3 separate regions of the Mus musculus genome follow, and all the other regions are linked to region 1. Evidence: chromatin contacts called from public Hi-C and promoter capture Hi-C data. All regions are on one chromosome and are shown on one strand. Each heading gives the region's core, a stretch centred on a gene start, on an enhancer-like site or on the middle of the called end of the contact. The rest is flanking DNA. Distances are from core to core; before and after follow the strand shown.

The links. Promoter capture Hi-C pulls out the DNA fragments that hold promoters and counts their contacts. A called contact is a pair of places that touch in the nucleus more often than the background predicts.
Region 2: a promoter capture Hi-C map of hippocampal neurons shows a contact between it and region 1, with 3 times the contacts expected there. The contact joins the promoter of Cdk20 here to the promoter of Zfp708 in region 1. A contact is called at or near these places in 3 of 39 promoter capture datasets (hippocampal neurons, liver and pre-B cells) and 1 of 115 datasets of contacts at active chromatin or transcription factors (astrocytes).
Region 3: a Hi-C map of CD4 T cells shows a contact between it and region 1, with 6 times the contacts expected there. The contact joins the promoter of Tent4a here to the promoter of Zfp708 in region 1. A contact is called at or near these places in 2 of 39 promoter capture datasets (neutrophils and pre-B cells) and 1 of 484 Hi-C or Micro-C datasets (CD4 T cells).

The regions. Positions count from the first base shown.
Region 1 is chr13:67,079,779-67,083,964 of GRCm38.p6, forward strand. Zfp708 (zinc finger protein 708) reads right to left here and starts at 1,767. Exons shown (of 4, transcript NM_001012448.2): 1 at 1,672-1,767. The coding sequence starts at 1,677.
Region 2 is chr13:64,430,535-64,434,720 of GRCm38.p6, forward strand. Cdk20 (cyclin-dependent kinase 20) reads left to right here and starts at 2,019. Exons shown (of 8, transcript NM_053180.2): 1 at 2,019-2,136; 2 at 2,443-2,556. The coding sequence starts at 2,062. 1700015C15Rik (a long non-coding RNA gene) reads right to left here and starts at 1,902. Exons shown (of 3, transcript XR_873594.1): 1 at 1,820-1,902; 2 at 717-871.
Region 3 is chr13:69,532,134-69,536,319 of GRCm38.p6, forward strand. Tent4a (terminal nucleotidyltransferase 4A) reads right to left here and starts at 1,731. Exons shown (of 13, transcript NM_198600.2): 1 at 1,355-1,731. It overlaps A930018O16Rik, which reads left to right and starts at 2,182. Exons shown (of 1, transcript XM_011244606.3): 1 at 2,182-3,318. The coding sequence starts at 2,182. The coding sequence ends at 3,063.

The sequences.
Region 1 (4,186 bases), core at 517-3,016:
AGTTCTAAAGAGAAGAAACAAAAAATGGCTAAAAAATAAACATCAAAAAGTGTTCATCGTCCTTAACCATCAAGGAAATCAAAACAACTTTGAGATTTCTTCTTACTACAGTCAGAAAGGCTAAGATCAACAAAACAACTGACAAAAAAAATCCTGGGAAGGAGTGGAAAAAAATGAACCTCCCAGTCACTGTTGCTAAGACTGCAACTTGGTACAGCAACTCTGGCAATCAGTATGGAGAACCCACAAAAAGCTAAAAGAATAAGTCAACATAAGACTCAGCATATGCCCAAAGGACTGTATTTCCTGCTTCCACCTCCCAAATGCAGATGTAACAGGAAACAGCACAGCATACACTGATGTTTTATTTTCAATCATAGATCTGTTTAAGAAATATATTAAGTAAAAGTGTAGATAGACAGACAGATAGATAGATAGATATCAAACATCTATGTGTTGTGACCTATAATATAATTGTGCTTATTGCTGTATCACCTCTACATTGTAGGAAACGAGATTTAAGGTACAAGAAAATGTACTTTTCACACCTTAAACAGTGTAAAACGGCACATTCTTAGTTTCCTGCAGATTAGTGACATTAATTAGAAAATGTCCATATTTTAATGATTGTTAGATGATACATAGAAAGTATTGGTATTGATGTAGTTTAAAGCCCATGCTTCTCAGGTATAGATTTTAATGCTGTAAGTCAGTCTCCAGCACACAAATCAATTTGACTGAAGTGTGGCAAAAACAGTACAAATGTCAGGATGAGCAGCGGCTGTATACAAAGGGCAGGGTGAGCATTGGCTGTATACAATCACAGGACCCTGAGTGAGCCACAGCTCTTCAACTTCACTCTCAATCTTTCCACACAACACCAAATTTCTGACATCGCAGTCTCCGGTGCAATTGTATGTGGTAATAATCTCTAGTATTTTCCACTCTGCAGTGTTGTAGGATCAGTGATAGCTGGGACAAAGTTCAGAGTGCCCCCTCGATGAGATTTTTTTTTTTTTCCTCATACAGGTGTGTGAATGTGAGGGTTCTGTCACAGTGGGTAAAGGAGTGATTCCTATCCAAAGTGAGCCGCCCTGAAAACTAACAATTTATCACAAAGAAAACGGGACGAACATCCCATACACCAAACTCCCCCGCAGAACTCACTGTCCTGGAAACTATGAGCCACACGAACTCAAAATCAGAGTCCTGGGCCTCTCATTGAATACGGGAGGGCCCAGAAAAACCCACTTGCTCTAGATTTCCTGAGGGATCTGACAACAGCAATGTGAAAACTAGTTAACAGCAAGCTTCCCCAGCCAAGGTGGGGTATGAGCTCTCATCACAGCCTGCCTCTGGCACGGTCAGCCAAGCCACCCTGCTCTACCAACCCTAGACTTTCCAGTCTCCATTCTCGCAGTAGCAGGCCACCTCTCAGGTCCCTGAAACACATGATTGACTCTGTCAGCCGCTCTGTCCTAACAGAGCAATCACTCCTTGCACCGTGCGTGCGCCCCACCCCTGCACTCTGGCCAAGCCTAGGTCCGCACTGCAGGACCACGTGGGCTTCTCTCCGCCTCCCGCCCAGCCCTCCCCGGCTCCCTGCACCCCGGGCCCGCCCACCCGTATAGTTCATGAGGCCTGCAAGGCTAGGCTGCAGCCGGGACCAACCTCCATGTCGAGCGCGGAGCGCAAGCCACACTGTTCCAACTTTGAGAAAGCCGCAGAGTTTGGAGAAACACAAAAGCAAAATGAACCGGAAGCACAGAGGAGTAGAGTCCGGTCTAGCGGAGTCATGCTAAGAGAGACTACATTTCCCAGAAGTCTACGCGAAGGACTGCCCTGAACCAAAGTCAGGGAGAACTATTTATAGCCTGTCACTGGATTAGGCTGCTTTTTAAGTCTCAAATTTACAAAGGTCTTGTGGGAATATAAATCCAGCCTTTGACGGCAACTTGTATTAGGTTTACTTCTTACTCTGATCAAAGACGTTACCTAAAAAGCTCTGGGGTTCCTAGAGTCTTTTGGCAGGAGGAAAACTCATTGACTCAATTATACTAGATTTAAAATAAAAACCATCAGCAGCTCCTGCCTCCGGGTTCCTGCCCTCTTTGAATTCCAGCCTTGGCTTCTTCCAATGGACAGCAATCCAGGTTATGTAAACCAAATAAACTCTTTTCTCCTGTGATTTCTATTCTTGGTACTTGACTACATCTAGAATTAGATGGAATCCAGAAGAAATACAAGGGACACCTTTGAGGGATTTTTGTTTGTTTGAAGTGGGTGGATCCACTTCTAGTCATGACTTGTGAGGTAGATGTTGTGGGTTGCCCTGGTGCTGTTTGTATTCTGATGTTAATTCAGCTTCCTCAAGAGGGGTTGCCCCTGAGAGGAGTGGATCACATACTCAGGTGATTTCCTGTGAACCTTCTCCCCATTCTAACTGGTCAAATAAAGACTAGAGCCTGTGATTGGGCAGTGGAAGGGAAAGGTGGGGCTAGAGGTTTTAGGAAGTGAGGGAAGAGTAGGGAGCGAGGGAGGAAGAAGACTGAGGAAGAGAAGATAAGAGGAAGATGGAGCAGAACCACAAGGCCCTGAGAGGCAGCAAATAATGTGGGATCTCACAGCTGGGGAATAGAGTAGTGTAGTGATAAATCTGCTCAGTCTAAGCGTGCAGCTTGTAAATAATGTAACTGAGTTGTGTGGTTTTTGCATAGACTTATTGGGGTATCAGGGTTGGGGAATTACTGCAACAGGTGGAAATACATGCCTTTAATTCCAATCCTGAGGTGGGAAGATAACAATTTTAATCTGGACCACACCTTCTGCTGGAAGTCTATATAACAGCAATTTTCTCTTTTTTCTCTTCCTTCCTTCCTTTTTTTTTTTTTTTTTTTTTTCTTTTCCGAGACTGGGTTTCTCTGTGTAGCCCTGGCTGTCCTGGAACTCATTTTGTAGACCAGGCTGGCTTCTAACTCAGAAATCTGCCTGCCTCTGCCTCCCGAGTGTTGGGATTAAAGTCATGTGCCACCGCGCCCTGCTATAAAGCAATTTTCAACATGCAAGTTATGACCCCTTGAGGGTCAAACAACCCTTTTCAGGGGTTGCTTAAGATCATCTGCATATCACATAGTTACATTACAATTCATAACAGCAAAATTAGTGATAAAATATCAAAAAATAATTTTATGGTTGGGGAGTCACAACATGAGGAACTGTATTAAGGGCTCACAGCATTAGGAAGATTGAGAACCACTGCTACATAGATACGGAAGATGGAAGCTTTTGCTCTTTGTCTGCTTGCTGTTACCTAGCAAGTCCGTTCCCTCATGGGCATTATAGCTACATCTTTGGGATTCCAGCATATACCGAGCACCAGCTTGTGGACTGAGCAAACTACTGGAGTCTTAGACTTTCTATGCTCTGCTCTGCCAGCCAACATCAGATTAGCTGGACAACAGTCTGTAAGTCATTTGAATAAATCCCCCCATACACACACACACATACATACATACATACATACATACATACATACATACATACATACATACATACATTTTATAAGTTGTTACTCTAGAGAGCCCTAATACACTCCCCCAACTCGCTTTTGGTCATGATCTTTCCTCATAGAAATAGTAATCCTAACTAAGACAGAAGTTGGTACCAGGATTGTGGGGCACTGACCAGATAGACCTGACCTTATTTCAGGGAGGATAGTGGAAGGATTTTGGAACTTTGGGCTAGAAAAGCTCTTGAGTGTTCTATGGGATCCTTCAAGATAAGAATCTTCAGAGAAATACAGAGGACAAGGGTTGTCAGGTGAAGATCCAGACAACCAGAGGGAAGTGTGAGAATCTCTCAAAGACTCTGGGGGGGGGGGGTGGGTTTGAATATTTTGAGTTAAGCATCTGTGGTTCTTAGCTGGAGCTGAAGAATCTGCTGTGATTAGCAAGAGACCAGAAGCACTAAAGTCAAACCTTTGTTTTACTGGGATAATTGATACTGGAGAACGTTATGTAGTTCATGTCCACCAGGAAAAGACTCCCAGACTCGACTCAGATTATTTTTTGGGCAATTGATTAAAGCTGCTAACAGGACCACAGTCTCTAACCCAAATGTGCCCAGAGGTGGGGAAAATAAGGCCTTCAAAGGCAAAAACCATGAGAGCTGTTCTGCTCTGTCAAGA
Region 2 (4,186 bases), core at 769-3,268, 2.6 Mb before region 1:
AGCAAGGCAGAGGGAATTGAGAAGAAGGGCAAGGCAAGTGGGCCAATGTCCCTTTGGAAAGCGGAAAGGCTTCAGCAAAGGTCTGGAACTCACAATATTGGGTGAGACAAACTTTTCAAAGAGAATAGTCTTGTCTAATCCCAGGACTTGGGAGTCAAAGGCAGGTGGACATCTGTGAGTTTGAGGCCAGCCTGGTTTACAGAGTGAGTTTCAGGTCAGCTAGAGTAATACTGTGTGGCCCCTGTCTCAAACAATAAACAAACAAACAAACAAAACCCCAGTGTATTAGTTTTGGATATCAATGCTACAATCTCCTTAATTCAGAGGTAATTAGCCAATGAAAGCTACACTCAGCATACAATCAAGGATAAGCTCAAATTCCTGGGCTTCTGCCCCCTCACGCTCCCTCTACCCCCTAGTCCACACTTGGATTTCCTTTTTCTGATTTAAACCTAGGCGTAGTGTGTGCCACAGGTATGGCAAAAACTTTCACTTATCTCATTCCCTGAGAAGAGGGTCCCACAGCCAGTCCATAGAGCCTGGCTAGTTTCATATTCTATTTAAAAGTTTCGTTTCTTTTGGGTTTGAGAAAGTCTCACACTGTAGCTCAGGCTGGCCTGGAACCTGAGGCAATCCTCCTGCAACTCCTAGTCTCTCTAGTATTGGGATTGTAGGGAGTGAGCAACCACCCCTGAAACACTTTTTAACAAACGCACACAAAAGTGGTAATTTCTTGGCATCCTTGCCTTCCCACGTTAGTGTAGGTTCTTCTCCCCTCTCTTCTGTCTTGATTTCTCCACAGCTTTACCATGTTAGCAGGTAACCTTGTCCATACTGGCTTCGTACTTGAGATTCTCTTCGTCTTGGCCTGCTGGATACAAGAGTTATAGTCAGAACAACTGTATCAGGTTTATCATCTACGTTCCTGATAGTAATCATCCTAAAGGGTGTAAGATATCTTATTGTGGTTTGATTTCATTTTTCCTAATTAGTAGGGGTGCTGGTCGTCATCTCATATACTTGTGGACACCTCTCTCTATTTTGAGATAAGGTCTCTTATTAAGCAGGATGCATCGCACTGTGTAGATTAATAAGACCCTGTCAAGTACTGGGACGGCAGATGTGATTTAGAGCAACCAACATAGGTGGTACAGGGAGTCGAACCAAAGGCTTTTGTTCACTCTAGGCAAGCACCTCACCAAAGGAGCTTTATCGTCAGTGCTAGTAAGCTTTTTAAAAAAGGTACTTGGATTCATGATGCCCTTTGGGGACCAAAGACCCAAGTGATTCTCCATGTGATGGTTTGTATATGCTTGGGCTAGGAAGTGGCACTATTAGCAGGTGTGGTCTTATTAGAGTAGGTGTATCACTGTGGAAGTGGGTTTTAATACTCTTGCTGTCTGGAAGCGAGTCTTCTCCGAGCAGCCTGCAGTTGAATATGCTCCTCCTGCAACATACCTGCCTGGATGCTCCATGCTCCCTCCTTTGATAACAAAGGATGAATTTTTGAACATGTAAGCCAGTCCCAATTAAATGCTGTCCTTATAAGAGTTACTTTGGTCATGGTGTCTGTTCACAGCAGTAAAATCCTAACTAAGACACTCCACGACTCAGCTCTGTGCTTGTCTGCAACAATGATTTGCGTCAGTTACAAAGAGGCCTAAATGTAGAGAGCGGCTGAGTGAGTGCCTGCCACCTGATACTCTTGCTGGTTTCTGGAAGTCTTCCACCAGATCCACCTCCCTACCAGAGGCTCCGCCTCTGGGCGAATGAACACACCCTTTACATGCGTAGCCCTGCCCCTCTCAGCCCCACGCACCAGCGTTTCTTGTCACGTGGTGCTATGGCCACGTCCTGGAGCGTTAGATTACGATAGAGTGACTGCCGAAGGCTGCGGAAAGGTGCTGCCTAGAGGGGATGCAGATTCCTGACTGAGCTCAGCACTGGTCTTTCCGGTCACGTGCTTTACGGAGCAGCTGCTAGACGCGTTATTGCTAGGCAACGCTTGCAGGAGCCTATGCTGGATCCCTGTAGAGTAGGATCTGGGCACCGCGGGCCGACATGGACCAGTATTGCATCCTCGGTCGCATCGGGGAGGGCGCCCACGGCATCGTCTTCAAAGCCAAGCACGTAGAGGTGAGACCATGCCGCACGTGCAGTCCGAGGGATGCCCACTGCGCTCCCTCTGCAGTCTTTCCGTGTAGAGATCTGCTAGCGCGCGCGGGCGCGCCTCAGAGGTCTCTTTAGGATACTTGGCGGGGTCCCATCTGTGGCGATCCCGCTTCCAGCGGCCGGACTGCGGGAGCGCGACCCCTGGCGGTCGGTTCAGATCTTCCCGACTTAGGGGCGGGTCTCTGTGGGGTGTCTCGCTCCTGGGGTGTTCTCTCCCTGCCCCTACCTTGCCAAAGGTCTCTGGCAGTGTCGGCACTCTTTCCTGCACAGACTGGCGAGATCGTTGCCCTCAAGAAGGTGGCCTTGCGGCGGCTGGAGGATGGTATTCCTAACCAGGCCCTCAGAGAAATCAAGGCTCTGCAGGAGATAGAGGACAGTCAATATGTGAGTGGGGCTGGGCTCAGGTGGTCATGCAGGGCTCGGGTGAACAAGACCGGTGGCAGGTTCCAAGACAGCAGCTTCTCGACCACTTTCATTCATTTCCATCCCTCTCTACTCACCAGTATACACTTTAAAGGAGTCCTTTCTAATCCCCATTCTGCCCCCTCCTGCTTACTCCTTATTTATGCTCCCAGATCCACTCTCACCTGAGTACTTAACCCTCCCATTCTCTCTCATTTACACACCCATTGCTCATATGTTTATGCATCCCCCCCCCTTTAACTATTGTGTGTGTTTCTTTTTGTTTTCTCCTTTCCTTCCTATACCTGCTCTCCCACCTTCCTTATGCTAGACAGGTGCTGGGCCATTAAATTATGCCCCTAACCATGCTGACTTCTCAGCAGTTTGCACCCGTTGAGCCCCTACTTTGTTCTGAAGGATATCTTAAAGACTTTCATGTGTGGTCACCCTCCGTTCACCCTGCTTTTCTCTCTTTCTTTCTTCCTTTCTTCCTTCCTTTCTCTTTCTCTCTCTTTCTCTCTCTCTCCCTCTTTCTTTCTTTCTTTCTTTCTTTCTTTCTTTCTTTCTTTCTTTCTTTCTTTCTTTCTTTCTTTCTTTCTTTCTTTCTTTCTTTCTTTCTTTCTCTTCAGGGTCTTTGTTAAGCACAGGGGAATGCTTGGCTTTTATCATCAGCTCATGGGTCTGCAGCTGAGTGACACTGCCAGAATGCCCCTGGGGCCTCCTAAAAATTCTGGCCTGTACACAGCACTAGTGACACTGAGGAATTGGTCTCAGTCTGATTCCTGAGAGCTTATGTGTGATGGAATCAGTTTGTGTGCTCCTGTATTGTGAAGTGTAGTGGTGTGTGCCTCAAAATTTACTGCAGATGAGATATGTGTTCATACCTCATCTTTATAACATGAGATATGTGTTTATATATGTGTACTGTGTGTAACATGTGTACTGTCTGAATGTAGGTGTGTATTTTTATTTGTTCCAATGCTGGTTTACTGCCAAAATAAAACCTTCACTAAGGTGGTTCCTTTTTGTTGTTGTTGAAAATAAAAGGGCTTTCCAGGCAGCTTATGTGTGGGACAGGTGGTTCAAGACCCATAAGGATGCTGATGATTGACAGCCGTCCTGACGTTGCCATTTTACCTGGTTAATTAATTTATATTTAACTTTATGCGTAGGAACATTTTGCATGTGTTTATGTGTGTGTACTGTGTGTGTGCCTTGTGCCCATTGAGGCCAGAAGAGGGCATCATATTCCCTGGAACTGGAGACGGATGGTTGTGAGCCACTATGTGGATGCTGGGAACCAAATCTGGGTCCTCTCCAGGAGCGTCAAGTACTCTTAACCATTGAACTGTCTCTCTAGTCCCAAGTTTTCATTAAAAAAAAAACAAAAACAAAACCAAACAAAAACCAAAAAACTAGGGGATGGGGAAATGGCTTGGTGGGAACTGTTAATCCAGGTGAATGTCAGGTGGGTGCGATACTCCACCTGTGAGTCCAGTACTTATAAGGTACTGGACAGGAGACCCCTGGAGCAAGCTGGTTAGTCAGATTAGTGTATTGGGAAGGCTCTGAATTCAATAGGAATACATTGCCTCGACACATAATGTAGAGA
Region 3 (4,186 bases), core at 481-2,980, 2.5 Mb after region 1:
GGAGGGTATTTAAAGAAGGGACCATGCTTGTGGGATCAATAGAAATACATGCCACCCATGCCAACTGCACCCATGCTAGACTCTAAAAGCACACCTAGCCCACAGAGGCACACATACTAACAAAACGCCACAGAAGAACACACAGAGGCTGACCAGCTTTACAGACCACCAGAGAGACCACATCAAGGGACACAACTCTCACCGAGGGGCAGATCATGCTGCTGATGCCTAAGTACCCAAGTGGAACTCTGTCAGAGGCTAGGATCCGTCTCCCGGCAGACACCATGTCCATTACAGTTATGTAACAATCCAGAAACCTCCCGTAGGTCCACGGCCACACCTGTCTCACAAAGTTCTACAAGCAAGCACTGCGGGGGAACTGGCAGAAGAAACCAGGCTCCTCCTGGATTTGTAGTGCATGCTGGAGAATCCCGACCCAAAGATCCAAGGCAGGTGAAACAAGTTGCAGAGGGGACAACTGTTTCTATGTAACACCCCCAACCCCTTAAAGAGTATCCGTGTTCCCCACAGACCTCAAACCGCAAACAGCCCCCTAAGAAGTTACCTCAAAGGAGTCCCAGGGCCTAGCAACCACCCGGGTGGACTTGAACTGGGGATGTCGCTCCCTGGAGTGAGGGGGAGGGGGGGAGGTTAGACGCCCTTTAAGAGCGGCAGGAACTGAGGCAAATCAAGCTCACCAGTCTTGAGACTACACAACCACTATTTTGTTTCTAGATGTTCAGAAATTCAACCAATAGGTTGAATGAAGAGCTTCATACTAGAAAAGTCTCACCTGGGGCAATTCCAGACCAACACCCCCACCTTGCTGTCATTGGGGACATTAAACCGCTAAGGTCCTCTGAGCCTTATGGAAAAATTTTTAAATGAAAACACCTTCCTGTGAGTTCACAGGAAAAAAACCTGAGTACTATTAGGTGGTTTTCAGAAACCCCAGGTGACGGTCTTTCTGTGAACGTCTGCCCAAAATTAAAACGTACGAGGTAACCTCAACACACACAAGACTCCACTTCTAAACCTCACTTGATGGCTAAACTGCACCAATACCAAAAACCTACTGTCTCAAAAAAAGGGAACAAAAATTTTTTACATTCAACCTCACTACACTAAGATACAGGATTTAGCCTACAGGAAAGAACACGCGTAAACGCTTCCCACTCTGACAGCCAGCCCTTGCTTCCCTGCCCTGGAGCAGAGGAAAGAAAGGAACCACTTTCTAGTCTAGCCCTAGGCCTCCATCCCGAACTGTCAATCCCCCCTGCCTGGTGGATCTCGATCCAACGGAGTTTTTAAAGTGCCCGCGCCGCTGGCAGCCCCGCGGCTCGGGCGCACTCACCCCTGGATGCCCGGGCTGTACGCGCGGCTCTTCCACGGCGTGCCGGGCCGCGCCGCCTGGGCCCCGGGGCCGCCCCCTCCGCTCAGCGTGGCCGCGCGGCTGCCCGACAGCAGGTAGTTGAGGCCATACGTGCTGGCCTTGTTCTCGCGTTTCCGCCGACCCGGGTGGAACTGGTGCTGCGGCGGCGAGCCGGCGGGCGTGGAGCCGCGTGGGCCCGGGTGTGCGTGGGCAGCACCGTCGGCGAAGCTGAAGAAGGTGCGGCCGCTGCCGGCGCGGCCGAGCGAGGTGCTGCTGGAGGACGACGACGAGCAGCCGGGACTCTCGGTGCCCGACTCGGCGTTGGACGACGACGAGGACGACGACGACGACAGCGACGGGGACTTGTGCAAGCGTCTTGCGCTGTCCGCCGCGGGCCCTAGCGCGGTAAGCAGCGCCGGGGGCAGCGCGGCGGGGCCGGGCGCCGGCGGCGGGGACGAGGCGGCGGGCGCCGGCCCCGGGCCTCCTGCTGCTGGTGCTGCGCGCCCCGCCGCCCCGGGCGCGGCCGCCGTGTCCAGCGCCGGCGAGTTGAGGCAGAAGTAGGACGCGAAGCCGGAGCCGCCACGGCCCACGCCCTGCGAGGTCTCCCAGATCTGCATCCACAGGGCATTGGCCGGCCCCTTCTGCTCCGGCTGGATCCAGGCCACGCGCGGATCCATCCACGCGCCGCCCCCGCGGGGCCCGCGTCGCCCGCCGCGCCCCGCCCCCGCCGCGCCCCGCCCCGCCGCGCCCCGGGCCGGCCGCGCGGACGGACGGACGGACGGGCCTGGGCCGCGCTCCGGTGCGCGCGGATGGGCGCGGGCGGCGCTCGGTGGGGCGCGCGGCGCAGCTGCGGTCCCGGTGGCTCAGGCGGCGCGGGGAGGGCGAGGGGGCCGCGGCGGCGGCGGCGTAGCGTGCGGGCGGCAGGGAGAGGCCATCGAAGGGGCGGTGACCGGCCGAGGGGGCGGGCCCAGAGCGTCGGGCCGTCAGTCAGTCACGGCGCTCCTGCGGCGCGGCGGCGGAAAGACGCCCTCGGCGGCGGCCGGGAACGGAGAGGGATGGGGGCCGCCGCCTCAGCTCCAATGAGGGGCGGGGAGGCGGCGCGGGGGCGGCGGCGCGGGGGCGCGGCCTCCCTCGCGGGCCGCGGCGCAGTGCGCACGCGCGGGGATTTCAAATCCTCACTAGACAGCGCCGCCTTGGTTACCGCGCTTGCGCACTGCGCGCTCCGGGCGGCGGCGGAGAGACAGTGGCGCGGGCGCATGCAGACCAGACAGACAGGGCGGGGCCGGAGGGGCGGGTGCGGGTCGGCGCTGGGCTGTGTGGGCCGCGCTGCGCGTGCGCAGACACGCCAGCGTGCCGGGTGGAAGTTTCCGCGCCGGCTGGTGTGCTGCGGTCGCGGACCGCCTGGGAAAACGAAACCGCTGCGACTGCACCGGGTCGAGCCCCCGCCCTCCCGCCTTCTCCTCGCGTGCTCTGTACGGTGGAGTGACTGGGCAGAGCCGGCCACGCGTGGCCCGTCGCTCGCAACGCGCTCCACCAAACGCGCCTGCTCTGGCATGCGCCGCGTGCGGGCGCCACGGCCCGTGAAGCCGGAAGCAGCTCTGGTGTCCTGTGCGTTTGGTGTGCGGGTCCAGCCCAGCGGGTGCCCGCTCTGCCTCTGCCGTCCTTGGGCCTCTGCATCCGGGCTCCGCTAATTTTGAGCATAAGAGAACTGCTTCCCTCGTGGTCTGTACCACCGTGGAGCAAACCTTACCAAGTACTTGGCCCTTCTCACACTGTACCAAGGTGGAAGTAAGGGCCAGGTAGCGTGCTTACTGCCTTCAGTCAGTAGCGTTAATGCGAATGAATGTTTTATCTCTGGCGTTTTCTGACCACCGGTGTATGTGGAGATCACAGCCAATGAGCAGAGCCTATGCTTTGTGTGTGGTCACGAGTGCCTGTAATTCCAGCGTTTGGGAGGCCAAGGCAGGACGATTGCAAACAGTACACGCAAGCCCTGAAGCCCTGTCCCAGAGTGTGTTGTGTTAAATACTACGGGAAAGAAAAACAGTTCTTGTTTGAACTCAATTTTTAATGGATCTGGGCAAAAGCGCAAAAGTCTTTGCCCTCCTCCGTCCCTCGTTCCTCTTGGCTCTGCTACTGTCCAAAGACAAATTCTTGCCTCTCTTCTCATTGGTCACCTCCGTCTTTGGTCTGTTTTTAAATTGTCTCCCAGGTGTTTTCCCCATATTCCTTCCTTTGCCCCCTTTAATTTTTAACCCACTCAGCCGGTGATCCCAGCGTCTGATATGTCCACGCATATATGCATACATATTTAAGTTGTTACTTTTAAGAAATCAGATCGTCTATCGCCTCAGAATGTTACTGGAGCTTACTCTCTCACTGATCAAAATGTAACAGCCTTGCTAACCTGCCAGACTCCACCTAGTCTTTCCCCATTTTCTCCAGGTTGTCCCAAAACCTCATACGCACCAGCAGCAAGTGTGAGGCACACTCCTGCCCCAGAGCTTTTACACTGGGTCTTACAGCTTCCCCATTTCTTTCCCTGATTTTACTGATTCGGGCACTCAGAAAGCAAGTTTGCTCCTCCACAGTTCTGGATGTCGGCAGCCATGATGTCTCAGAAGGTTTGTACAAGGAAAATTACCCTGCTTCCTGCTTTCCTCCAGGTGTCTATTATTCTTGGCATTCCTTGGCACTGCTTGTTCAGTCACATCACTAACCTGACTCCATCATTGCATGGCACTTTCACCATGTCTGCCTCTTTTCTTAGGACCCCTGGTATGTTGGATTGGGCACACACTAAGAAATGTCACC